7 separate regions of the Mus musculus genome follow, and all the other regions are linked to region 1. A link is a contact called in public HiChIP or PLAC-seq, Micro-C and promoter capture Hi-C data. All regions are on one chromosome and are shown on one strand. Each heading gives the region's core, a stretch centred on a gene start, on an enhancer-like site or on the middle of the called end of the contact. The rest is flanking DNA. Distances are from core to core; before and after follow the strand shown.

Region 1 (3,610 bases), core at 469-2,968:
TCTGAGACTGGACAGTGTCCTCTTTCCTCGGGCTCTGCGGGAGAGAAGAAATGTTAGCTCCCAAAGCTGATCCCAAAATAAAGGAGGGCCAGGGGAAGAAGGGGAGGAGGGGGAGGAGAAAGGAGGAAGGGTGAAGGGTGAAGAAGAGGGAGAAGGAGAGGAAGGAGGAAGAGAGGGAAGAGGAAACACCCTAGAAGCAAACAGAACTGCAAGGAAACCCAGACTTGATTGACATGTCAACCTGCTAGATCCAGCTGTCTGCCACCAATTATGAGACTGTTCCCCCTAAAGGAGCCAATGTGTGCCCTTGTATTCCTGAATTCAACTTTAACGTTAGACTTCTGTTTTGTAAACAGGCTCTCATGTAGCACAGGCTGGCCTTGAACTCACTATATAGCTGAGGGTAACCTTGAACTTCTGAGTCTCTGCCCCCACCTCCTGATTGCTGGGTTTACAGGCATACTACACGCCTACCTGGCTTTGTGTCCTGCTAGGGACTGGACCTACAGTGTGAACCCAGAGCATTCATTCTTAAGGCTTGCTACAGTGGGTGTGGGGTGCCCCCACCCTCAGAGCCTTACCCCCGTCCACCTATGCTTCCAAACTGTGCACTCTTCCAGGAGAGACTGAAGGTGTCACTCCCAAATCCCTCAGGGTCTCTGAGGTCTGTACCAACTCCAGGGTCCTCATTTCCTGGCTCCAGCTCCATCACTTCCCTGGAGACTCCCAGCTCAGCTGTGTGTTCAAGGCCATCTGTGCTCCTGGGTCCCAGGTCATGCCAATATCTTGGGCTTAGGCCCTTGAAGATTTAGGGCTTAGTGACCGCTTCATTCTCTCTGCTATTCCAAAGGCAGTCTGCCTTCTCCATTCCAGGTGCTGTCCCATCACTCCCTGGGGACCAGTCAGTGACAGGAACTATACCCACATGCTAAAGTGTGAACCAGAAGCATTTTGCCCCAGCAGGACCCACAGAATACCAGGCACTAGTCCATAGCCCCAAGCTTCTGTTCTCTGTGGCAGTGATGGACCGATTTCAGCCCGCATCTCTATCTCCTCCTCCTCCTGCCTCCTTCTGCCTCCTCCTGCCCAGGTTGGAAGGATCTACCGGTAACTTCAGGCTTCATACAAGCTCAGCTTGTAGAGACTAGCACACTGGAGACAGGGTAGGTAGGGGAAGAGCATTCTGGGCTCCATCTGCAAATGGTATCATATGTCCTAAAGACAGGTGACAGTGTGCCTGCCATCTCAGAGCCTGGCTTTATTTTAGGTCGCTAGGACTGCTGCTGTGTGAATGATGTTCACGGCGGCAGAAATACCACTTGGCTAGTTATAAGCAAGCTTTGTCTATTTGTTTGTTCGTTTGTACCCATTTTCCACAACTGTAAATGATGTAATGATGACACATTTCCAAAAATAGAATGGAGAAGTGGTACCCTAAGGATGTGACAGAGCTTTCCTGGGGTCTACCCCAGCACTTGGACCACAAGCCAAAGTGTGAGCCAGGAACCAGCCAGCATGCTCAGAGCAATTTGCACGGTCCCTTACTTAGCTCCATGTTGTTCCCTTGGGGGCGAAAAATATCAAATCTAGTAGCTAGAGCCCTTGGCTCACCGAGCCCTTGCTTCCGCTGATGAATCTGGCATCTTCTCCCTCTGAGACGCAGTTGTCACTGCTGGTCCCATTTTACAGATTTGAGGAACTGATACTCTGACTTCCCCAAGTCTGCTCTCAGATCCCCAAGGTACATGCTCCACAGAGAAACTTGTCCCTCACAGCAGGCTTTGTTCGTGTTTGAAATCCAGGCAAATGCCTGGAAAGAGCGTTCTAAATATATTTCTCTACTATAGATGCTGATCGCCTGCTACTGAAACTGGGAATTAGCTTGTCTGCCTGAGGATGTGGCTGCTGCCTTCCAGAGAAGACACAGGAGAAATCTGCACACTGCCAGCCTAGCAATGCTGCCGACGGCTTCCAGCAAAAGAAGAACCTTCGCTGCCAGATACTTCAGTAAGGATTTGGCTCTATGGTGGGGAATGGCTGCCTGTGTGCTTGACTTCGTGCTTAAGGGTGGGGTCGCTCGGTGACACTGAAGGAGCCTCGTTGGTCTTGCGGGCTGTGGGCACCATGAAGTGGGGACTCAATCTTCCTTCAGCTCTCAGCACAAGTTGGTTAGCCAGCACTCAGCCATGACCCAGCATCTGCTCTCTGTGAGCCTGGAAATCAGGCTCCAGTGTCAAGGGTCCTGGGTTCCAATGGCTGGGGACTCTAATGACAGTTGACGGCCATGAGGATCACCATGACCACAGACTGCTTGGACACTGGATAGAGCTTCCACAGGGAGAACTGGGCATCCCAAGGCTCCTCTGTCTGTGCCAGGAAGCCACCCAGCCTGGTAGTGAACTGAAAGATGCAGAGAGGATGATTGAATAGCTCCGGGAAGCTCTGGGAAGGCAGCAGCTAGTCACAGTGGGACTAGTGTCTGTTCGAGTCACTGACAGATGATGGTCTGGTATTCCCTGAAGATGCTGGGCCCCTCAAGAACTGAATCGTGTAGGTGCCAGGTCACACAGGTGTAGATCCTGAAGGTGCAAGGTCATACAGGTGCTGGGTCTTGCAGGTGCTGGGTCTTGCAGGTGCTGGGTCTTGCAGGTGCTGGGTCTTGCAGGTGCTGCATCATACAGGTGCTGGGTCTTGCAGGTGCTGGGTCTTGCAGGTGCTGCATCATACAGGTGCTGGGTCTTGCAGGTGCTGCATCATACAGGTGCTGGGTCTTGCGGGTGCTGAGCCTTGCAGGTGCTGCATCATACGGGTGCTGGGTCTTGCAGGTGCTGGGTCTTGCAGGTGCTGGGTCTTGCAGGTGCTGTGTCATAGAGGTGGTAGACCCTGCTGGAGCTGCCCGACTTAAATGTGTGTGCACAGGATGGACCTCAGGCAGGAAGGAGCTGGTTGTGTTTGTAGCTGGGTGGTGTCTTTGGTAGGTTAGACCTGAGTGCTGGATTCCAGAAATAGATGCCATCAGTAACGTCCTCTGGGCCCCAGTCCTCCTCAAGCTTGCCAACTTCCTCTGGAGACTTCTGTTTAGCCAGCCTTAGGTGGAACGCAGGCTCCTGCACATGTTTATGTCTCTGCCAGCACTAGGAAAAAGTGAACAGAGCCACAGGGCTCAGACTCCTGCTGTGCCTCTGTCGTCCTGAGCAGGCATGTGTTAGGTGAGGAGAAAGTTTCTTCTTCCACAAAGGCAGGGTTGCGTGAGCTGGAAGCCAGGTCTGGGCTCTGAGACCTGGGCTAGAGTCTAGGTAGACGCTCCAGTCTGGGGAGAAATCGGGCTGCGGGCAGCTGGGATCACAGTATCTGACACTCTGAAGGTATTCTCCTCCAGCTGGGGTCACAGCACAGTCCAGCACCGAAGGAAAGGCCCTGGCTTTTGTTGGAGGGTCAGTTGCCAGATTTGTCTGATATGATGGATTGTCCCCGCTGCCCTGCTCTGAAGGGCGTGTGCCAACCTGTTGAGAAAGGGACAAAGACTGTGTTACATGAGATTTAATGAATAAGATTGAATTGATTTTTATATTAAAGTAAAATTCACATGGCAGAGAGTTGGCCGTTTTGA
Region 2 (3,610 bases), core at 373-2,872, 870 kb after region 1:
GCATGGGTGTCCACCAACCTAAAAATGTAGGGGAATCCAAGCTTCCGAAGGCCTGGAATGTGTCCGCCATCACTTTGTGCTGAGGCAGCTGGGACCGTCTTCCTTTCGCTGCATTGCACTGCACTGTTGCTCAATGGATCTCCAGGTTCCCTGCAGCTCTGCTCAGTAGCTGCCTTCCCAGGGCATGGCTACCTTCCTCCTCTCTGCTTGCCAGCCCAGATCCATCCCTACCCATCCCTGCCCACGCCACAAGAAAGAGATGACAACTCTGTTTGTAGAACAAAGAACACTGGAGTCAGGGGTGGGAACTTTGAACATTTCACATCACGGGACCATTCATAAAAGGCTGTTCTGCAACCTCGGTGGCCCCACAATGGGGTCTGAGCTGGATCATGAGATGCTTGACTCCTCTGCAGGGCATATGAGACAGCTTTCTCTCCTGGTTCTGAAATGGACTCCTGGCATCATGCAGAGTGACATGGACCGGGAAACTGCCTATGGCTTCTTCATGCTGGGTAGCCTGTACATAATGTAGGGTCGAGCCTCGTGTGTAGACTGCTGGGGACCCAGGCAACTGTGGCTTGCAGGTCCTGCTGCTGGTATGAGGGCAGTGTTGGCTTCCAGCTTGTTCTGGGCTTGTGCTATAGGCCTCTACATGGACCAGTTAAAACTGGACTGGACATGGAATTGGTGCCTGAGGCAGCCAGTACAGAAGGCCCTAATGAAGCAAGGCTGTCAGGACTGGCTGGGGCTGAAGACTGGGACATTAAAACCTGACCCTTCAGAAAGAAAAAGAAACATTCTGCAAGGTTTCCTTGGATTTAAAAGTCATCATGAGGGCTGAGAGCTTTAGGAGCCTTCCTGGAACTGGGTGATGCTCCCAGAGGCAGCAGCCTCACACTGAAAGGTAGCTAGCTAGGAGCTAGCTTAGTTAAGGGATCCTATAAGAAGAGTTGTGCTGAGGGAGAGTTGAAGAAAAGTAGGAAATTCCCAAAATTGAGCTTCTTGGAAGCTAGTTGGGAATAGTACTCCTGCCCCTTGGCAACTAGCATCTCCTACCCCGCCCCTCCCCATGGGAGGCAGCAGCCTCTCACCCCATGAGAGTTGGTACACAGTCACTCTGTTGTCACAACAACTGTCATTTAAGCAAATAATCTAGGTGCTTGCGAATGGTTCCCTCTAGCACAGGAACTCATACCTGCTTCCTAAGACTGTGATCATGACCCAAGGATCCGTCGTTACAAGATGGTTAAAGAGGAATTTAGACACAGTGCACCCCAGGGAATAGGGGTGGCTGTTTCTGTGTCCTTTGCTGAACTCATTGTGCTGCTAAGTATGCAAAGATGGCAGTAAGCAGAAGGGCTGCGCGCTGCCGGTCCCTTCTCTCTGTGATTGAGGTCTAGCCAACCTCAAGAAGCTATAGCCATGTTTACTTTCAAACGCTACCTCAGAGTTTCCAAGCTATGTGACAGCCACAGCCCAAACATTCTCAGGGCAGGCCCGGGCAGTGTCTGGGTGGGGTCTGGGAGTCACAGGAGGGGCCCAGAGCCAAGCGGAGCCTGAGGTGGAGGGAGGGAGGGCTGGGTGGGGCTGGACCTGTGTACACAACCACACCTACTATCGGGGAGTAGCTGTGTCCAGTCACTGAGCAGAGGCCAACTAGTGTTTCTTCATCTCCCTGGGAAAAGCAGCAGACAGGATGGCCTGGTGGAAAGCCTGGGTAAGTTGAAATGGTCTGGGGAGATGGGTCCCTAGTCCTTGTTGGGAGTGTGGAGGACACAAAAAGTAAAGCTGAACCTGCGAGGCCAAGTCCCGGTGAGGAAACTGGGAGAAAAACCCTGTCCACGCTTAGAAAAGTTAAGGTTTGAAAGGTAAGACAGTTAAAAATAAAACAAGAACATTTTTTTTTTTAATTTTTAACTGCAAAGAGAAAGCTAAAGGATTCGAGTGTCCAGAGGGAGACTTCTGTAGGGGAAAAGCTACTTTAGTGCCTCTGTGGATATGTGCAATGTGTGAGTTTGTGCTTGGAGAGACTCTAGCAGGCTGCTCCTTGCAGAAGTAGCAGTGTGTGAAAGGCGCTAGGGGGCCCAGGAAGTTGACTTTGGAAAACATTGCCCTGTTTGAGCATTTGAATGTTCAGATGGGTTGGATCTAGGTCTGGAGAGGATCCCGGATGGAAGGAACATCGAGGGACTTGAATGACAGGCTAAGGGGTTGGAGCTCGACTTCCAAACAGTACGGAGCCACCTCTACCCACATGTACAGCCGAAACACCTCATGGGCAGGCACACGGCTACATGTGCTATGCACCTTCCTCGTCCCAGCTGGGGCACTCAAAGAGGGAAAAGCTGAGGTTCTGGGACACCAGGTAGCTTGCTCAGGTCCCTCGGACAGCTTAGACTAGAGAAAGCCCAAAGTCTCTGCACAGTCTCCGGGCTCCTTATAGGCAGAAGATCCAAGTTGGCCCAGCTTCAGGAAAATCTTTGTTGCTGTGCCACCACCCAGAGAGAAGCTGTAGGTGTAGATGCCCCGGGAAGGGGGGGGGGGCGTCTCTGGACAGATAGGACAGACTAGAAGGCAGGAAGAGATGAGCTATCATCCTGACCCTCAGGAGAAAGCAGCCCGAGCAGTGGCTGTGCATAGCTTCACAGCAGCTGCTGGCAATACGCCTTGTGCAGGTGCACACAGCAGGGCTCTGAGTGTTGGGCAGTTCCTGCAGTCAGATGCTGGCCAAAATAGCCTGATTCTAGGCCCTGCACTCCATAGGGCAGGGGCAGGGGCCATCCTCTTGGGGACCTGATTGGATTGGTTGGTACTCTCAGAACCTTCTGTATGGATGGGGACACTCCTGTCGGCATCTCTCACCACTGTCACTGGAACCTCACAGCAAGTCTGTAGGATGGGTGGCTTTACACACAAGGGTGGAAATGGAGACTCCAGTACCACAGCTGCCACACTAGTAAGGGTTTAGGTCTGGGCAGCCTGGGTCCGGATGCACTCAGTCATCCAGCATCTCTGACCCTTGGGAGAGCAGACTCAGGGCAGCAAGGCTTCTGTATCTGTCCAGGCTGCCAGTGAGGACCAAATGTCCCCTGAGTACAAAGTTGGATTAAATACAGGACTGGAGAGGTCAAAAGAGTGACAGAGAGTGCCTGTCTTCAAAACAGGTTCCCCCTTTGTGGTGAAGAGATCAGACAAAAGTATGCCAGATCCTGCATGCCCATGACAGACGGTGTTCTAGACATAGCATCCAAAATTGCCTGAATTGCCTTTTTCCTGGGTGTGTGATGGTCTGGAATCACTGGCCTCAGGGTAGCTCCATCAGAAGCCTGAGGCTGACATGGAAGCTGGGATAGATGCCTCCTAATCTCCACTCTAGGCAGTGTCCCATCCTTGGCACCCAGAACGCTGATCTCTTTCTATAGAACCTTAGCAAGGGAAGAGAGACAGGCTTCTCAATGTGGTGATATCTGAGCCACCCCTGGAGCTGCTGACAAATACAGGTCCCAGAATGGTATGGGGGACACTCCTCAATGACTAAGTTTCTGACACTTCTTTGGGTCAGGCAGAGAAACTAGGAAGTGAGAACTTAAATGCTGCCCACCCCACA
Region 3 (3,610 bases), core at 399-2,898, 740 kb after region 1:
TACGTGCTCACAGAGAAACTCTGACTGTGTGCCTGGAGTTGGATTCTTCCAGGTGGAGGTTGAAAAAGGCTCAGTCACCCCACAGAGGCCTCTGTGTGCCACCCCAGGCAGATCCTGACAGTAAGTCTGCCTCATTTCCATTGGCTGCAAACAGTGGGGTGATGAGACCATATGTCACTTGGGTATTAAACAAATCCTAATGAGCTAAAAATATGTTTGTTTTAGCTAATTGACCTCCTTGGCCTTCCTAAACCACTTGGTAAACATCGTCAGATAATGGCTTCCAGAAACTGACTTGTAGGTTTCCAGCTCACAGAGTAAGCTCTCTCATCCCCACCCGAAGACCACCTTCTCTGGCTGCCTGCTGCGTCACTGTGGGACTCTACCTGCAGTCCACCAAGCCCAGCCATCTGTTCTGGATAGAACCCAAGAAGCCAGGAAACAGGAAGTGGCCACACCAGCTGCTATTCCACGTCTATACAACGCCCCCTACAGGCTAACTAAAGAATACCTGCTAAATAAGAGAGAGGTGTCCACTAAGAGGCTCCCTGGACAAAGCAGGAGTTCTAAGTGCAGGCTCCATGGTGAGTGTTCTTTGATACCCAGAGCCAGTCAGACATGAGCAGAAGTCCACATCACGAGAAAAGGGTAGCATACAGAAAATGCTCCCTGGGACTGGCTCCCAGGTGTGACCCTGCGGGTATGAGAATGACAGGTATTCTTTGTGTGACTTAGGACCACAGAGAGCCACTCACTTCTCACGGTGAGCACTGGACTGAAGCTGAGCCCCTAACTATTGGGGGGGGTGTCTCCATTCACAAAGAGAATGAGGCTCACTAGATCACTTAACCTTATCTGGTCTGAAATTATTGATCTCATGTCCCTCTCGCTGTCACACTCTGTACTAGTGTCCGGACCTTTCATTCATCTTGAAAGTTGTGAGGTACTGACATCTATATTATACCTAGAAGCATAATAAGGGTATAGGAACAAGTTTCAATTCCTGAGGCTGACAATGGCCCTAGACTAAGCCTTCCCAGTATCTGAGATGGTGGTGGCCTATGCAGCCTTTTCTCGCTATCCGTCACCTGTCCCCATCTGAAACGGTGGGTTGAACTATCTACTAAACTCCCTGGTGATAAAATAGATATGATACTCATTATAGAGCCTTCATCAGTAACTTCCAGACACCGCAATGCTTTGTGAAAGCATTCATGTTTAATCTACCCAATAACTTAGTCTACAGAACAAGTCAGATACCTTCCCCAACCTATGAATAAACAGTAGCAGAACCAGACCTCCAACTGCGTCTGCCTAATTCCAGAGTCATGGGTGAGCCACAGTGGGAAAACGATATTTATTTGTAGATTAACGATTCTCATTTGCAAGACTTTAGTAAAAACTGTGGGTGTAGAAAGCATATCACAGGGCCTCGCATGTGTCAGGAACTCAAACTAAATGCAATTGTTTGTGTTATTCTACACAGACATGGCTCAGCAAGATGAGATGCAATGTTCCTTCCGGGTCAAACCACCCTGGCCTCTTCTTCAGAGTCCAGCTCATGTGCTTGAATTAGACAGGATTAAAGGCTTAGCAGAGCTGGAAGCCTCACATCTAACTCCCACATTGAGCCCCAGACCTTCTGTCTGCCTGCTAAGAAGGGCAAGGGAGAGAGGCAGCTGCAGGACCACAGCCTTGTACACACGGAGCTCTTATCCAGGAGCCAAGGCTCTGGGATCCCAATGATGAGAGAATGGGTCCTGGTTTTGTCCACACTGCTCTGGGTTCCGGCTGGTCCCACGCACCTCTTCCAGCCAAGCCTGGTACTGGATATGGCCAAGATCCTCCTGGATAACTACTGCTTCCCTGAGAACCTGATGGGAATGCAAGCAGCCATTGAGCAGGCGATGAAGAGTCACGAGATTCTGGGCATCTCAGACCCTCAGACGCTGGCCCAAGTGCTGACAGCTGGAGTCCAGAGTTCCTTGAGTGACCCACGACTCTTCATCTCTTACGAGCCCAGTACCCTCGAGGCTCCCCAGCAAGCACCAGTGCTCACCAACCTCACCCGAGAAGAACTGCTGGCCCAGATACAGAGGAACATCCGCCATGAGGTTCTTGAGGGCAACGTGGGCTACCTACGAGTGGACGACCTCCCTGGCCAAGAGGTACTGAGCGAGCTGGGGGAGTTCTTAGTGAGCCATGTGTGGAGGCAGCTCATGAGCACCTCCTCCTTGGTGCTAGATCTCCGGCACTGCTCTGGCGGCCACTTCTCTGGGATCCCTTATGTCATCTCTTACTTGCACCCTGGGAACACGGTCATGCACGTGGACACCGTCTACGATCGGCCCTCCAACACCACCACAGAGATCTGGACCTTGCCCGAGGTCCTCGGGGAGAGATACAGTGCTGACAAGGATGTGGTGGTCCTCACCAGCGGACACACTGGGGGAGTCGCAGAGGACATTGCCTACATCCTGAAGCAGATGCGGCGCGCCATCGTGGTGGGCGAGCGGACGGAGGGTGGGGCCCTGGACCTCCAGAAGCTGAGAATAGGCCAGTCCAACTTCTTCCTCACAGTGCCTGTGTCCAGGTCCCTGGGACCTCTAGGTGGAGGTGGCCAGACATGGGAAGGCAGTGGCGTGCTGCCTTGTGTGGGGACCCCTGCAGAGCAAGCCCTAGAAAAGGCCCTGGCCATCCTCACCCTGCGTCGTGCCCTGCCAGGGGTTGTCCTCCGACTTCAGGAAGCCCTCCAGGACTATTACACATTAGTGGACCGAGTGCCGGGCCTGCTGCACCACCTGGCCAGCATGGACTACTCAGCTGTGGTCTCTGAAGAGGACCTGGTGACAAAGCTCAATGCTGGCTTGCAGGCTGTGTCGGAGGATCCCAGGCTCCTGGTGAGGGCCACCGGACCCAGAGACTCCTCCTCAAGACCTGAGACTGGGCCTAATGAGTCCCCAGCAGCCACCCCCGAGGTGCCCACGGAAGAAGATGCCCGGAGGGCCCTGGTGGACTCTGTGTTTCAGGTGTCCGTGCTGCCGGGCAATGTGGGCTACCTGCGCTTTGATAGATTTGCAGACGCCGCTGTGCTGGAGACGCTGGGCCCTTACGTGCTGAAGCAGGTATGGGAGCCTTTGCAGGACACGGAACACCTCATCATGGACCTGCGTCATAACCCTGGGGGTCCGTCCTCGGCGATGCCTCTGGTGCTGTCCTACTTCCAGGGACCTGAGGCCGGACCTGTACGGCTCTTTACCACCTATGATCGCCGCACCAACATCACCCAGGAGCACTTCAGCCATCGGGAGTTGCTAGGCCAACGCTATGGTAACCAGCGTGGAGTGTACCTGCTTACTAGCCACAGGACTGCCACAGCTGCCGAAGAGTTTGCCTTCCTCATGCAGTCCCTGGGCTGGGCCACACTGGTCGGCGAAATCACCGCGGGTAGCCTGCTCCACACCTGCACGGTGCCACTGCTGGACTCGCCCCAGGGTGGCCTGGCGCTCACAGTACCGGTACTTACTTTTATTGACAACCACGGTGAGGCCTGGCTGGGGGGTGGGGTGGTACCTGATGCCATCGTGCTGGCTGAGGAGGCCTTAGAGAG
Region 4 (3,610 bases), core at 681-3,180, 700 kb before region 1:
TTGGGCAGGGTTGTTAGGTGATACAGTTAGGTCTTCCATCAGACCTATGTAAGAAACTTCACAAGCACAGCAGTGGTTCCAACTGTGTTGTTAATACCCCGGTACAGTTAGGAAACGAAGTCCTTGACGGGCACCTGGGTAAAGACACAGGTATAGGCGAGAGCAGAGATGGGGAAGAGCGGGCTCGGAGACCACTGCCAGGGGAAATGATCCCATCCCTCTAGGCACAGGCAGGGGTTTTATAATTTAGCTTTATAAGCTTGAGGAGTAGACCAGGAGAAGGAGAACAGAGATAATGTTCATGCCTGGAGTTCAGAGGACAAGGTGTGGGAGTTGGTTCTCTCCTTCTACCATGTGGGTCCTGAAGACAGGATTCAGGTCCTGAGGTTTGGTGGCCACCTGGTCAGCTCAAGCCTGGTTTTACTTCTACCCAAGGTATCTCCAGAGTTACCTTATAATCTGATTTACTAGGAGAAGGATAATAGGAGGGGTGGTGTGTGCAGAGAATTCTTAGCAATCTCTTGAGATGTAATATTTATTTGGCTAATGCTATGACAGTCGTGGCTCTCTGAGAAGCACGAATATATGTGTGTTTCACTTGCTTCGCAGAGCCCCTCCTTTCCTTAACCTTTGAGCTTAAGCCCTGATTAAAATGTCTTTAATGAAATCTTTTGACTCTGCTTCATAAACTGGCGGGTTGCTGGGGATGGCAGTGAGGAGCCTCTCACTACTGCCCCCCAAAGTTTTGTGCCTTTACACTGGACTTCGTGCCAAGGACCCTGACAATTCCACCTTCTCTATTCTTGGCATTTCTGGGCTAATTAGTTCCCAGTTTAATTCAGCTACCTCTTGGGAAACTGGGCTTTTTCTTTGTAAATTCTCACCTAAGCGAGACCACCTCCAGGATTCTTGGTTGGGTAAAGAATGTTACTACTTGGCTTAGATAGTTAATATTAGTTAACAAGTATTAAGTGACTTAATGTAGTTAAGCCATCTGTTGTAGACCTGCATGTTGTACATGCACTCAGGTGCTCTGCCCAGGTCTTGGGGTGGTGTTGGTGAGCGGTCATAAAGGTACGTTTTCCTCTTCGGTTTTAAGATGTGCCAGATGACTAAGGCGGTGAGGTGAGGATGTCAAAGCAAAGGATTTGAGCACCTTTAGCTAGTCACTCATTGGCAGACTCCCTTTTCTTTCTCTAAAAATGATTTCTGAGTTCGAGGCTAGCCTGGTCTACAAAGTGAGTTCCAGGACAGCCAGGGCTATACAGAGAAACCCTGTCTCGAAAAACCAAATTTAAAAAAAAAAAAAAAAGAAAAGAAAGAAAGTTTGGTTTCAGACCCAGGGACAAGGGACTGAGATGCGTATTTTACATATCAAAGCCTCCAGGTTTTCCCAGCATCCTTCAGTCCGTACCTGGCATACCATGTCTCAGTCCCTACCTGGCATACCCTGCCCCATAACCCTGAACTTCCCAGCCCAGGGCCTGGGCTGCCCTTCCCTCAGAGGTTCCTCCCAAAAAAATCCAGGCATTTTGCTCTCTCCTTCTCTCTCTACGCATACACGACCCCCACCCCCACAATGGCGACTTCAACCCTTGGGGCCAGTGAACTCGACAGACAACCGCCTTCCAATAAACCTGCCTTTAGTATAATCTGGTTTAAATTGGCTTATTTCACCGGTGGTGACGGAGAAATAACTTATTAATATCTTTTAATTCATAAAACTAGATAACATTTGTCAAGAATGATACAAGCCGCTCAAATGGCTACAGACTGACCACACAGTCCAACCTAGCCCAGGACAAAGGCCACGCGCGGCTCCCTTTGGTCAACGCACGTGGCAAACCCTTGCTTACAAACGGCTCAGCAAGGCGCAGGCGCCGTTGGTCCTGCCCGCCCCCAGAGGCGGTGCTTAGCACAGGCCTAGGGCGCATGCGCTAAGGTTTGTCTCAACGCTCCGTCGCGGCGGTAGCGACGAAGAATTCGTTTGGGCAGCCGCGTGGTTCTGGGTGAGTGTTCGGCAGCCGGACAGAAGGCCGGGTGAGAGTACTTGCGCCTCGGGCTCTCCATGAGGCTGTGGCCCCGCGCCGTGGGCGTCTAGCCTTCTGCGGCGGAGCCCGTCCGAGCGAGCCGCGGCTTCGCCCGTGGGCCGGATATCTTCCGGCAGGCGCACCTGAAACCGGAAGTGACGTGTGGCGCCGGCTCTCACCTGAGCGGAGGGCACGGGGCAGTGGGGGCGCGGACCAGCCCCTTGCATTTGCTTCTGGGTTTGTGAATGGGGCCCGGCGTGCAGGGCCTACAGGGCTCTGGTGGGTCTGGATGACGATGATGGTGTCCTTGAGAGGGAGAGTCAGGGTGGTGCATACCCGGCGCCTTCCGTAAGATGCAAAGTTGAGTGGGAGGGACAGAGCTGTAAGTGCTGTAACCCGGTACCCTTCGCGGTGTCATCTTCACCGCTGTCCTTCTCTTCCGAGCCCTCTCGTCTTTTTCCTCCTGACTTCATCCTATTAGCACTGCACTGCTATTTCTCTGTTATCCAAAACTGGTCTTTTACGAGCATTAATTGGGTCCTGCTGTTGTCACGCATCCTTAAACTTTTTGAGAGCCATTTCAGTGAAATATAATTTAAGAGCATACCCCCCCACCCCCCGCCCCCGGACCCGTGTAACTTGTCCCTTCTCGCTTCAACACCGTACTTATGTACAGATAACTCTCCAGACCCTAATCCAGCTTGGTTGTGGCCGTAGAAAACCCAAGTCACAAGTCTGGTTTCCTAGCTTTGTAACTTTTAGATGTTTCTGGAACGACTGAAAGATTTACACAGCGAGCAATACTATAATCAGCTCTTGAATTTTGGTTACAAAGTTCTCACTGAGTTCCAGCCTTTATTCATTATCTCATTTCGAGATGCTAACTCTGCTTTTGACCTTGATCAAATCTCATTAATCTTTTAGAGTGACACTTTGTCAGAGAGGCCACCTCACACCTTACCTTCACAGTTTTACTTAGGTCTCTCTTAATTGCCGAGTTATGTAACTTCTTTTTATGGCCATCACCACAGTTGCCCTTGTATATATCTATACTAAAGCCATTTTTTCTTTAAATGCCTGGCCTCCCAGGGGACTAGGGGGAACTGCCTCATGCCTCATTTGATTGAGTCAGTAATTTTGTCAGTGTGTGATTTAGTTCACCTCTGAAACTTTAGTGCTTTGATCAAATCCTTCTTTACATTATACTCCCCCCAACCCCCATGTGCATTCTCTCGCCCACACATGCAAGCTCTCTTCTGGCTATAGCTAGAAGCTAAACAGCTTTTTGCCCTCCTTCCCCTCCCACCATGAACTCCAGGCTGTTAACTTCAGCTGCTCTTCTTGGCCCCTTTCAGTTCTTACTCCTTTGTTCTACCACTTCTCTGACCATCCCAAGGAATGACTTTTCTCCAAGGCCTACTGGTTACAAGAGGAGGGAACTGGGCAGCACTGGAGTGTTGCCAATCCATCATTTTGGAAAGCACACGCCTGCAGTGTTCATTTCTCATGGATAGACTCATTCTTCTCACATTCCTCCCCCATCCCAACTTTGACCAAGGAAAGGCCCAGGCTTCTTCCTT
Region 5 (3,610 bases), core at 543-3,042, 680 kb before region 1:
TCTGGGAGGTGGAAATGGTTTAGGGAGATGGCTTCTTAAACTTTGATCACTATCAGCAAAGGAAACAGCTCTTACCTCAAAAGACAGTAGGGGTGGTTTATTTTGGAGTGAAATATGAGAGACTATGGCTCAAAAACAGATTTAACTCACTTTAATACATTCTTGTAATTTTAAATTTTTATCTTTTTGTGCCTGATTTTTACTTTTATTTTATGTAACTAAACTAGAGTTGAAATTGCTGATAAAGGCTCCTTTCATTGTGTAACGGTTACAGTGGGTCTTCAGTTGTCTGAGGCAACTAGAAGCTGATGCTCCCCTCTGTCCTCCCTTCCTCTGGAGCACTGGCTGGGCTTCTGCAGTCTGGCTGAGTTGGAGCTTAGTATGGAGGTTTGGCTTGTGCACATGGAGGAGGAACAGGTTGTCCCTTGTGCTGCCAAGGGCCAGACCCTGAAAGGGTTCAGGCGAGCTAGGATGAACATTGAAGAGTCTCATTAGGAAGGTCAGAGTCCTCTAGGACTGTATGAGGAAGGATGGCATCTGGTGTGCTGACAGTGTGAGTAACTGCACTCCTCATTGTCCATCCCTCTCTTGGCTGAGGTACTGATGAGCAGTGGGAAGGGGACGCTGTGAGCAGTCCAGCGGCAGCTGTGTCTGCTGCAGGGACTCACAGCACTATCTCCAACATGGGTTCTCTCCCCACTGGGGGTAGGGAGTGTCAGTTCCACCCTGCCTGGGGTCCAGCCATTGTGTCGTGGAGCCTCTTTCTCCTCCTTTGCCAGCATCCAGTTTAGGCTGGATCGTTTCTGCTCCTCTGATGGATCCTTGCTTGGACAGAGTGGATAGTCAGCAATTTTAGACTGTACATACTTAAGCAAAAGCTAAATTGATTTATTTACACTCTTTTAGAAGCCCTAATAATTTGATTTCTGAAAATATAAGATTAATGTTTAATCTAGATATGGTCTAGAAACCTAAATATGACAGTTTGAAGATTGTTCTTAACATGTTTCCAGGAGCTTAATTCTTTATCAAGGAAATAAGCTTTCTTTTGTACTTTCTTCTTAGGAATCTAGATTTTAAAGAGAAAAGAAATCCCCCCTCCCAACCCAAACATGTTTTCTTAGAGAGTATGCAGGCTTTGAAATAATAAAACCAAGACACAAATGAAGACTAATCCCGCTCCCTGCTCTGTGCACACCTTTTATTCTCGGCTCAGGGCATAATTGTCTGCATCAGTCTTAATTTACTCTGTGAGATCTGGACTCCTAACTGAGGGTGTTTCATCTGCTCAGATGTGCCAATTAAGTCCACCCAGATAGACCATAAAAAGGGAGAGAAGAAAAGTAAAACACTGAGTATCTCAATTTAGCAAATGAGACGAATCTGCAAGGGATTCTTAGCTGTCTGCAGCAGAAAACCTATTGCAGGGCACAAATGCAAACTGTGTTAGACACACAGCTTGCTGCCTGGGTACACTTGTAAAATCAGACAGTCACCACTGTGCTGCTGCGGGAGAGTCTCTGTCAGGGAAATCACAGTTTCACTGTTCACAGTGATTTGACTGTATGGTGTGTGCTTCCCCCATTTCCAGCCTTATGTTGTGCTGGGCCCAGTGATCTTTGCAGTGTAAAGACAGTGGAGAGACCATGGCAGTGAGGACAGTGGAGTTTGGGAGGGGCATACTCATGTTTTGACTCAGTTCCCGTTAATAGGCGTACTTTGTCCTGGTAGTGGGTTGGTGTGGGCAGTTGTGTCCATCGATTTGTCTGGTGTTAAGTGTGTCTCTCGGGATGGTTCAGCTCAGATCATCTGTAGTCAGAACTGCCAAGCAGCTGTTCTGTGACTTGGGAGAGCCTGTAGGTGTCAGGTGACAGTGGGTTGTGACTTTGCCTATGCAAGATGGGGGTGGAGTCACCCTGCAACCTGAAGCAATCTGTAGCATTGCTGATTTTTTTCAAAATAAACTTTATTATAAAATCTTGTAAAACGTTCACACATAGGAATTAACTAGGCCCAAAGTCTGTATGTTTGTACAGAAGGCCTCTGTGTACTGCTGATGTTAGGACGGAAGTTGAAGGTGTGAGATTTGGCCTGCCCTCATTATAAAGGTCATCACTGATCCTTTGGCTGGAAGTTTGGAAAACACCCACTGAGAGACAGTGTAATGTAACCAAGAAGGGGGATCCTGGGGAGCCTGCCGGGCTGGGCTAGTGTCTGGTATACATCTCCATTGCCCGCAGCTTGTCTCTCTCTGGGGAAATGTCAAACATCTATCCTGTTAAAGGAGTTAATAAATGAACTGCCTAGGTTAGTGCCTGGAATACACTGACACCAGTGACCTCAGTCACTGTAGAAGTACTTTTTAAATATATAAGATATACATGTGATCTCAAAGTTTGTCCAGGGGCCTAGGAGATGGTTTGCCCCATGGGTTAGCTCTTGTCATACAAACCTGATGACCTTAGTTTAGTTCCTGGAAGTGAAAAGCTTTGTGTGGTGTTGCACATCTGTGGTCTAGCACAGGGAAATGGGAGGTAGAGACAGGAGAAGCTCCTGGAAGCTCACAGGCTGGATAGCCTGGGGTACGCTACCTGCACAGTAGCATAAACCATGAGCAAGTCTTTGCCACAGCTGAAGAAGAGAACCAACTCCTGAAAGCTGTCTATACCACGCGTCCAGGGCCACAAACTGACCCTGTCACTGCCAACAGAAAACATGTCCAAGGCCAGCCAGCTCTCACGGCTCAGTTGGAAGTCATAGGCCAAGAAGTTAGAGCATCAGACTGGCAACTGGTGGCTGTGAGATCATGTTTCATCTGTAAAACAGGAGTGGGAATTGTACCCTGCCAAGGGAGACAAGACTACAACACATAAGACCACAGGCAGGATCCTGTAACTGTGGGCAGTTCTCATGCCACAGGCAAAGGTTCCTATGAACTAGGAAGAACCTTAAAAAGAAGTCTTGTGAAGAGCCATGAAGATATTACAGAAGCTGTACAAATGAGATGATTGATCTCACGTAAAAGGCAGCTTAACAGTTGAGGTTAGTATGTATAAATAAGTATACCTGTTACAAGACTTAGTTTTATTATTGTTGTGCTTTTTGTATCGTTCACGCTTTTTTGATAATTAGATTACCAATGTGAACATCTCTGTTGGTGGTTGTTTCTCCTTTGTAAACACTAGGGGGCGCCAGACCCCTGCCCAGGTAGGTCAAGGTTATACTGTTGAGTCCCTACAGTGCTGCTCTAAAAGACCCTTTCTTGAGGCTCTTCTGTGGTCTTCCATGGCTTGCTTTTTAGACCCTTTGGTATCTTTGATAGAGGATGTCATACCTGGAGTGAGATCTTCTGTGCTCGAGGGGGGTCAGGTGGCATAGAGTTTAGATCTGACTAGCCCAGGTGTGCATTGCGTAGTTTTTGTTGTTTGTTTACTTGCTCTTTATTATTTTTTTTTTTTTTTTGTGACAGTCTCCTGAAGATCAGACTGGCCTCAAACTATGTATTTGATATACCATGAGCTCCTGATCCTTCCTGTTCTACCTCCTCAGTGCTGGGACAATGGCCTGCACTGTGACCCTGGCTGCAATAGATGCTTTGAATGTTTGTTTA
Region 6 (3,610 bases), core at 831-3,330, 650 kb before region 1:
ACTGTCCTGAGGAAGGCAGGTAGGTGCTTAGATCTAGTGCAGAGGTTGAAGGTCCTGGACTGGACTGGTTTTGTTCACCTACATAAAGTAGATACAAAAGTAGAGCTGTTTTAGGGATGGGAACCAAACCCCTACAGATAGTGGATCTTGATAGCTTCAAGTTGGGTTTTTATTGGTTTCTATTTGTCTGAATGTGGAGACAAAGATGGCTGCTAGGTGAGTGGCTTCGGAAGCCCAGGGCTCTAGATGGTGCTAGGCAGGGTGTGTGGGGAGATGCTTCTTGGAGCAGACAGTAGAGGGCTGCTGTGAAGAAAGTCAAGCTTTGAGGTGGAGGTTGTAGACTTTGAAGGGACGAAAGGCACGAAGTGGGCAGTGTGATGTCATGGAATAACTGACCCCAGTGGGCTGGGAGGGTGGGAGTTGCTCCTTGGGCCTGGTAAACTCAGGAACCCTTAGAACGGAGGAGTTCTAGGTGAGGTAAAGGTTCCTGCCAAGTCAGCCAAACAGTGTAGGTGAGAGGCCTGGGGGAAAGTCTCTCATCACATTGAGTTGAAATGAAGTGTGCCTGTGTACTGGGTTCCAAGAAGACTGCCTGTGAGCAGGAGGCTAGTCTGGAGGGATTGCTGGGTTGTGGGTTGGAACTAGGAGGTGGAGGGCTATGGAGAAAGGAAAACTCTCTTTAGCTGAGAGATGTATCATTGTTGTTAAAATTGTGCGCATTGAACTTCTTAGAAAAGGGAATCATTGATAATTAATGTAGTTTTTAAAACTCTTTCCTTTTCCCTCACAGGTCTTATTTTGCCGTCTAACTGATGAGCAGCATAAAGTCTACCAGAATTTCATTGATTCTAAAGCAGTCTACAGGATTCTCAATGGAGAAAATCAGGTCAGCCAGAGAATAGACCTGAGGAGAGAAAGAAGTTGTTATCAAGGGGGGTGGGGGGGAGGGCAGGAAAGGTCTAGAATGTGCCAGGCTTCGTTCGTGCCCACGTTGTTCACCCACCTGCTATCTGTGGAGTGGCTACTGAGTCACAGCCACAGCTGGAGGCAGATGTAAAGAAAGGAGCAAGGTCACTGGTGTGAGGGGGAGCTCTGAGTGAAAGCTGGACTCAAGGTGGGGATGTGACCCTAAGTCCTACTGCCCAAGGCAGGCAGTAGTGCCCAGTACACTGCAGGGTTTTCTCAGAAATTACAACTAAAATTAGATTATCAGGCCATGGTTATCAAGATGCACAAGTTTTATCAGCTTCTCAGTGAGCCTCATGTCCAGTAAACACTGGCAGACCACTGCCATCTTAGAAACTGGACAGAATTCTGGATCAGATTTCTCAGGTTCTAACTCTTACTTTCCCTGAAAGGAATTTATTTGCTCATTGTATAATTTGGAAATTATTAGACAGTGTAAGTCACACAGATAGGAGAGTTTTGGCTTTCTAGAACACTTCCCACTGTGGAGTATCCCCAGCGCCTGGCATGAGTGTGATGCTGAGATTGCAGTGTCTAGGAACATCATGGACCAGTGAGGCATGAGAGCCAGAAGCCGGGCATCTGAATTTTACTTAGCTGGACATTGCTGCCACTGGGTCAGTGAGGTGTTTCTGTGGCCCTTGTGATGTCATTTTGTGAGAACCGTAACTGGATCTGCAGCCCTTCCAGAGGTGAGGGTGTTTATTACGTAAGAGGACACTGCTTGTTCCTCTCCACTGTAGGTCTGCTGCATTCCCCACACTGTGGAAGAAGAACACTGAGGAGTGGGCCTGCCAGTGACGTGGCTCACAGAGCTAGGAAAGCCCAGCCTGCCAGGGTTTGTGGCACACTAAAGAGAACATGTCTTCACACTCTGTTCCATAGTGGCATCATCAGCATTCAGCATGACTGTGTCTTCAGTGCGTCTGTGTGCTAGGTGGATAAGAGGCTAAAGCTACAGGTTCTCTCACACCCTGCACGTAGTTTCATTGACTTGACATGAACATTTCCTAGGGCCAAGTAGACAAAGGCCGAGCTGTTCTGTGTAGCGTTTTCAGAACAAGGCTTAGCAGCCCAGTGCATTCGGGTATTGTGCCTTCCCCCTAGCAGGTGCAAGCTTTCATGCCCTCCAATGCATGCTGAGCCTGGCAGCCATGGTCTTCACGCTGCCTATCTGAGCATGTACATCTGAGTCTGTTCAGAAGTCCACTGCCCTCCCCAAGCTGTGTAGTGGCTGCCTGCTCTCCTCACCCTCAGGCACCTGGACTTTCAGATCCATCATTTTGACCTATTCGTCACTTCTCAGAACTTTCTTTTTTGTTTGCTTTGTTTTTAAATGTTATGTGTATGGGTCTTTTGGCTGCATGTATGTGTGTCTGTGCACTTGTGTGAGCCTGGTGCATATGGAGCCAGAAGAGGTTGTCAGATCACCTGGAACTAGAGTTAGAAGGCTGTGAGCTGCCATGTGGGTGGTGGGACTTGAACCTGTGTACTTTGGAAAAACAACCAGTGCTTTTAACTGTCAAGCCAACTCTCTGGATCCAATTTTTTAAAAGATTTATTTTATACATATGAATGTTTTGCCTATATGTATGTAGTCTCATCATAACATACCCAATGCACGCTTGATACCTATGGAGGTCAGAGGAGGTCATCAGATCTCTTGGAACTGGAATTATGGATGGATATGTACCACCATTTGTGCTGGGAACTGAACCTAAGTCCTCTGTGTGAGCAACAAGAGCTCTAGACTGCTGAGCCGTCTCTTCTTCTTCCAAATGAGCGATTCAAAACCACTTACATTCCCTCAGCTCTCAGCCTCCCTCACGTGCCTCCAGGGCAGGTGATCGAGGCTGCTCTTTCTATTAGATGGAAAAGGAAAGGCTTAGATTTTCTAGAATCATGTTTAAAAGAAAAACAAGTGAACTGAAAATCATATCTTTTGTTTCATTTGCAGGCCCAAAGTATTTCAATATGTAGTGAAAATTTGAAAATGAATGAGGGGCAGAGAGGTAGGCATACCTCTGTGAGTTTGAGGCTATCCTAATCTACATAGTGAGATCCAGGCCAGTGGGCTACATAGTAAGACCATGTCTGGGGCAAGGGGGAGGATTTTACTTTCATTTTTGTATTATATATTTACACTTAGGTATGAGTTTTACTTTTGTAGTCCATCTCAATTCAGACTACCACACCTATGTGCAGCAGTTGCATGTGGGTAGTAGTTAGTGCTATACTGCATGGGACAAGGTGAGAGAGAGGACGAGAGATGACAGAAGGAATAACTCCTTGGAGAGCTTTGACCATGTTTCTGACTGCTCAGATCTTTTGTTACTACAACTGTTGTTTTGTTAAATCTACCATACCCTGAAAAATAGCTTAATTTATGATTCTTCTTTTTTACTTATATTTTCAAACCAGTCACTGTCTGAATGTTTTAGAAAACCTGAGTAATGTTTGGTTTTTTTGAGCCAGGGTTTCTCTGTGCAGCCGTGCCCATGCTGGAACTTGCTCTGTAGACCAGGCTGGCTTTGAACTCAGAGATCCACCTGCCTCTACCTGAATCATTCTTAAGCTTTTTAATCACCTTGAGGCAGGGGCTGAGGCCTAGGGTTTGGGGGGAACAACCCCAGCCTCTAGGCTT
Region 7 (3,610 bases), core at 768-3,267, 620 kb before region 1:
TCCCTCCGCTGATTCGGGGAGACGTTCAGACATCCAGACCAGCCTGCTCAGACCCCGCGACAGATCAGGGTTTCACATAAATCCTTACGTCTCGATGTCAGCCACAGGGAACTGATAGAAGCTTGGATGTCTCTGTTTTCTGGGGCCAACGCGGCAGTCGGTACTAGGTTGCTGGGGCCGAGGCTCCCGCGGATAATGCAAGTGCGCGCTGAGCGGAGCTGGCGGGGAACCCTTCCTCTTACTTAGCTTCCCCAGCGCTCGACTCCCAGAGTGCGCAAGGCGCCCGGGGAAGCTGAAGCTCAGGGCAGGAGAGCATCGGAGAGGGCTTTCGGCAGACTCCGGCGCTCAGAGGGCCCTCGGCTCCTGGAACCAGTTGCAGAGAGCGGGATGCTCCCTGAGCCGGACCTGGAGGGAAGCCGGACCCGCGAGTTCGTCGTGGCCTGGGACCGAGAAAGGGTCTGCTCCGGGCCTCGAAGCTGTGTACTGGCCGGGTGGTCGCGCCATCCACCGCACGGGGCGGCTTGGCTCGCCGACGTTCTCCACTCGGGCCCGCCGCTTGGTCTTGCGGGAGTCTGTGGCCCTGGAGGAGAGCTGGCGCGGCGGGTCTGTTCGCTCCGAGCCGAGCAGTCATTTTCCAGCCTCTTCTTGCTCCCAGCAGGGCCGATTCCGGCCGGGAGCGGCTGAGCCTAGAAAGGGCCGCTTGAGTGCAAGAGGCCCAGCCCAGCCTTGAGTCCGCCGGAGCGGTGCCGCGTTTCTTCCTGGCTGTTTTCCCAGGGGTGTCCACTGGCCGGCCAGAGCCTCAGCACTCAGTTCTCCAGCTCCGCGCTACTTGCCCCGGTCGCTGGTCCACGAGTGGGCCCGCCAGGCCTTTTGTTTCCAAAGCTCTGTGTCTTTAAGATCAAGGGTGGATCTCAGGCCGGGCAGGGACCCGACCCACCACTCCGCCAAGGCTCTCAAACGCAGCATTAGAATGTTTATAAAATATTCAATTTATGTAGTCTGTCCAAGAAGCCATTGTCCCAAAATAAAATCGGCAGTCTAGACGGAACACAGACACCAGAACTTATCAACAGTTGTCTGATTCGCATCTTCTGATGCATCTTGAGTGGGTCATAATACCAACTTTATTTTCAGTGGTGCATAAATTAATTACACGCATTTAATAACCAAAATATCATTATATTCCCCCTTTAATATCATAAAGGCTTTCCGCCAGGGAAGCACTTAATAGTGCAGGGGGCCGTAACGGGCTATTATCCTGGTGTAATGCTATTACAGAACCAATTATGCGCCATTAGACTTGCTTTTTTTGCAGTTTATGTGATTTGATCCAATCCCGCGCCCCTGACTTGAAAATTTCAACCCGGTACTTTAGAGTTTAATTTTCACCCAGGCAGAGAGAAGGGCGGTCTCTCTCCGCTGAGTGTCTGCCTCGGATGCATTTTAAAAGTAATTGCGAAGGGTCCCACTGCATATCATTTGCAGGGAGAAGCGAACATAAATTCAGGGACCCCTTGCTGAGAACAAAATCAAACTTTCCTTTTGTACGATCGCTTGGAAAGGGAAGCCGTGTGCAAAGAGTACCCCCAAAACCCATCCGGCGGCGACAATTAGCAGCGCTTTGGTAATTTTGCAGTCCTGGAGTCTCCAGGCCTCTGACAAGGGCGAGCCCAAATCCAATCTCACTCAGAGAAAGAAGGGTTGAGACTGAGGGGGCCCAGAGGGCTGGGGTTGGGGTGAGTGTTTAAAACATAATCTCTTTTGGGTGGGGGATGATATTGGTAGCTGTTGTTTTTATCTTCGTTTAAAAGAAAAAAAGGGAAAAACATTCCTGATGTTTGCTGAGAAGTGACGGATTTTTTTTTTTTTTTACACCACGTGGGCCATTTGTAAGGCCCAATAGACCTATCCAAGTTACTCGCTGTAGACAGCGCTGGAAATAATCAGATTAAGGCCAATTATGCGTGAGATTATAAAGGCGAGTGCTGAGCGGCGGCGCGCGCTGTAGACAGACAGCAAGACATCTGGCCACTTCCCCAGTCACTTCTCTGGTCCTGCGGGCGCCAGCAGCGCCAAGCCCCGCCCGCCGCCAGCCGAGCCCCGCGTGCGGACTAGAGGCGAGCGCACTCCGGCCTTCTCGCCCGCCTCCCGCAGAGGTAGGCAGGGTTCCCGTGCTGCTCCCCCGGCTCCCTGCGCTGGGCCTTGGGACTTCACCGGCTTTTGGCCCGAGCTGCTGCGCTTGCAGATGGCCTTGCGCGATCGCCGGACCCAGCTGCGGTGGCCAAGTGCAGGGCTTGTGGTTGGGACCCCTGAGAACCAGGAGCCAGACTGTGCCCAGCTTGGTGAGGGCGCGGTTGTCCAGCAGCAGGACCTATGCCGAAGGCTGACCGTAGGGTCGTGGCTTGGGAAGGGAGGTGCAACCACTTCTCCCACCATCCCCGCGGTGGCCCCAGGGGACCAAGGGCTTCGGGAAGGGCTTAGTAGGAGGAGCACTCCCTGTGATCCTCGGGGTGTGCGGGCAGGAGACTCAGGCTCTATTGCTGTTTGCTTTGCAGCCAGGCCGGAGCCACGCACAGGCACAAGTCTGCCAGGCCGCTACCAGCCCTGGTCCAGCCATCAGGGCCCATCCGACCGTCGGCGATGTTTTATTTCCACTGTCCGCCACAGCTAGAGGGTGAGTAAGCGCCGCTTTCCCGGGCTGTTTGGCCAGGCCAAGCTAGCCAAAAGGGCCGGGCCACAAAAGGGTTGATAAGTATTGGGGTCTTCGCCCCACAAGGTGGCAGCCTCTTGGCAGGGTTTAGGGGTACCCTTAGCCCCCCCCTACATCCAGCTCCATCCCTCCGCCCTGGTGCCACCTGCCTCCCACCTCCCTCTCCGCCTGGGTCGCGCTGCCCCGGGCTATGGGTGCCTCAGGGACGCCTGGTCCTCCCAGCACAGATGCTGGTGTCACGCCTCTAATCGGGGCTCCTCCGCCCAGGGGGCCCGCATCAATCTTTCACGGTGTTTTGCTAACATCCCAGAAAACCAAAGCAAGTTGAACTGCCCTCTGAGTCCTGGGCTCCACTACGTGTCAGGAAGGGCCTACTCTCACCCTGGGCGTTGGCAAGAGTGCTCCGGGATCGCACACGAAATTCTGGACAACTTAAAGTCAGTTTCTAGCGGCAAAGCTGTCCCTGGATGCAAGCTCCCTGATAGTTACCTGTCAGGAGTGTCCAGGAATAGTTTCATCTCAGCGATTTACTGAATTTCTGACTACAAATGACCAGCTCGTCAGCCCCCAGGACCAGGGTCTGGTTGTTTAAGGTCTCTAGACCTTAGGGGGGAAATGCCTTTCCCTATTCCTGGTGTGTTTTCTTCTCCCAGTTGTTAAGTGGGGCAGGGGTAGTGAGAAGTGAGAGAAGCTTGCATCCCTGGGTGTCTCTAACCAGGGCCTGGGAACCAAAGGGTGAGTTCTTCCTGGCAGTGATCTGTAGCGTCAGGTGTACATACTCCCCCCCCCCTCGCTCCCCCCCCCCCCCCCCCGTGCTTGTGCTGTGGTTTGGAGGAGACACTCAAAGGTTTATAATTCCGGGACACTTGTCCACCTTGCTGTAGGTTGCCTTGAGCAGTC

What was found. Promoter capture Hi-C pulls out the DNA fragments that hold promoters and counts their contacts. Hi-C and Micro-C count contacts between places; a contact is called where the count stands out from the background. HiChIP or PLAC-seq counts read pairs in DNA pulled down with a chosen protein or histone mark.
Region 2: an HNF4G HiChIP or PLAC-seq map of pancreatic cancer cells shows a contact between it and region 1. The contact joins the promoter of Anxa8 here to the promoter of Arhgap22 in region 1. A contact is called at or near these places in 2 of 39 promoter capture datasets (embryonic stem cells and liver), 1 of 484 Hi-C or Micro-C datasets (the G1E-ER4 cell line) and 1 of 115 datasets of contacts at active chromatin or transcription factors (pancreatic cancer cells).
Region 3: a promoter capture Hi-C map of stem cell-derived epiblast-like cells shows a contact between it and region 1, with 2.4 times the contacts expected there. The contact joins the promoter of Rbp3 here to the promoter of Arhgap22 in region 1. A contact is called at or near these places in 4 of 39 promoter capture datasets (the 3T3-L1 cell line, embryonic stem cells, hippocampal neurons and 1 more).
Region 4: a contact with region 1 is called in an H3K4me3 HiChIP or PLAC-seq map of bone marrow-derived macrophages, with 5 times the contacts expected there. The contact joins the promoter of Ercc6 here to the promoter of Arhgap22 in region 1. A contact is called at or near these places in 2 of 39 promoter capture datasets (neural stem cells and pre-B cells), 13 of 484 Hi-C or Micro-C datasets (the 3T3-L1 cell line, the G1E-ER4 cell line, the N1E-115 cell line and 8 more), 8 of 115 datasets of contacts at active chromatin or transcription factors (bone marrow-derived macrophages, craniofacial prominence, embryonic basal ganglia and 5 more) and 1 of 9 other capture datasets (embryonic stem cells).
Region 5: a Micro-C map of palatal mesenchyme shows a contact between it and region 1, with 4 times the contacts expected there. The contact joins the enhancer-like site here to the promoter of Arhgap22 in region 1. A contact is called at or near these places in 14 of 39 promoter capture datasets (the 3T3-L1 cell line, 3T3-L1-derived adipocytes, the C10 cell line and 10 more), 2 of 15 datasets of contacts at CTCF or cohesin (embryonic stem cells and stem cell-derived epiblast-like cells), 57 of 484 Hi-C or Micro-C datasets (the 3T3-L1 cell line, B cells, the Ba/F3 cell line and 29 more), 13 of 115 datasets of contacts at active chromatin or transcription factors (SST interneurons, astrocytes, craniofacial prominence and 8 more) and 1 of 9 other capture datasets (embryonic stem cells).
Region 6: an H3K27ac HiChIP or PLAC-seq map of VIP interneurons shows a contact between it and region 1, with 13 times the contacts expected there. The contact joins the enhancer-like site here to the promoter of Arhgap22 in region 1. A contact is called at or near these places in 5 of 39 promoter capture datasets (the 3T3-L1 cell line, frontonasal cranial neural crest, hippocampal neurons and 2 more), 3 of 484 Hi-C or Micro-C datasets (cortical neurons and nephron progenitors), 5 of 115 datasets of contacts at active chromatin or transcription factors (VIP interneurons, embryonic basal ganglia, embryonic hindbrain and 2 more) and 1 of 9 other capture datasets (embryonic stem cells).
Region 7: an H3K4me3 HiChIP or PLAC-seq map of embryonic stem cells shows a contact between it and region 1, with 4 times the contacts expected there. The contact joins the promoter of Prrxl1 here to the promoter of Arhgap22 in region 1. A contact is called at or near these places in 12 of 39 promoter capture datasets (the 3T3-L1 cell line, 3T3-L1-derived adipocytes, embryonic stem cells and 7 more), 24 of 484 Hi-C or Micro-C datasets (the HL-1 cell line, Sertoli cells, adipose-derived mesenchymal stem cells and 15 more), 13 of 115 datasets of contacts at active chromatin or transcription factors (SST interneurons, VIP interneurons, astrocytes and 9 more) and 3 of 9 other capture datasets (embryonic stem cells, embryonic tail and embryonic trunk).

What each region holds. Positions count from the first base shown.
Region 1 is chr14:33,215,105-33,218,714 of GRCm38.p6, forward strand. It overlaps Arhgap22 (Rho GTPase activating protein 22), which reads left to right and starts at 1,719. Exons shown (of 11, transcript NM_153800.4): 1 at 1,719-1,741; 2 at 1,848-2,007. The coding sequence starts at 1,956.
Region 2 is chr14:34,084,357-34,087,966 of GRCm38.p6, forward strand. Anxa8 (annexin A8) reads left to right here and starts at 1,623. Exons shown (of 12, transcript NM_013473.4): 1 at 1,623-1,720. The coding sequence starts at 1,700. The region is part of intron 1 of A630023A22Rik (RIKEN cDNA A630023A22 gene); the gene reads right to left.
Region 3 is chr14:33,952,355-33,955,964 of GRCm38.p6, forward strand. It overlaps Rbp3 (retinol binding protein 3, interstitial), which reads left to right and starts at 1,649. Exons shown (of 4, transcript NM_015745.3): 1 at 1,649-3,610. The coding sequence starts at 1,743.
Region 4 is chr14:32,511,591-32,515,200 of GRCm38.p6, forward strand. Ercc6 (excision repair cross-complementing rodent repair deficiency, complementation group 6) reads left to right here and starts at 1,931. Exons shown (of 21, transcript NM_001081221.2): 1 at 1,931-2,009.
Region 5 is chr14:32,531,144-32,534,753 of GRCm38.p6, forward strand. The region is part of intron 5 of Ercc6 (excision repair cross-complementing rodent repair deficiency, complementation group 6); the gene reads left to right. Among named protein-coding and RNA genes, the nearest start is that of Ercc6, 19 kb to the left of the region's middle. Within about 2 kb of position 1,793, at least 38 of the 459 cell types and tissues checked have an H3K27ac peak or open chromatin away from gene starts, as enhancers often do. A contact at or near this core is called in SST interneurons, cortical neurons, embryonic forebrain and 5 more, where this site is marked.
Region 6 is chr14:32,561,766-32,565,375 of GRCm38.p6, forward strand. It overlaps Ercc6 (excision repair cross-complementing rodent repair deficiency, complementation group 6), which reads left to right. Exons shown (of 21, transcript NM_001081221.2): 12 at 791-886. Among named protein-coding and RNA genes, the nearest start is that of Prrxl1, 36 kb to the right of the region's middle. Within about 2 kb of position 2,081, at least 2 of the 459 cell types and tissues checked have an H3K27ac peak or open chromatin away from gene starts, as enhancers often do. A contact at or near this core is called in VIP interneurons, where this site is marked.
Region 7 is chr14:32,597,391-32,601,000 of GRCm38.p6, forward strand. It overlaps Prrxl1 (paired related homeobox protein-like 1), which reads left to right and starts at 2,018. Exons shown (of 7, transcript NM_001347590.1): 1 at 2,018-2,156; 2 at 2,556-2,674. The coding sequence starts at 2,641.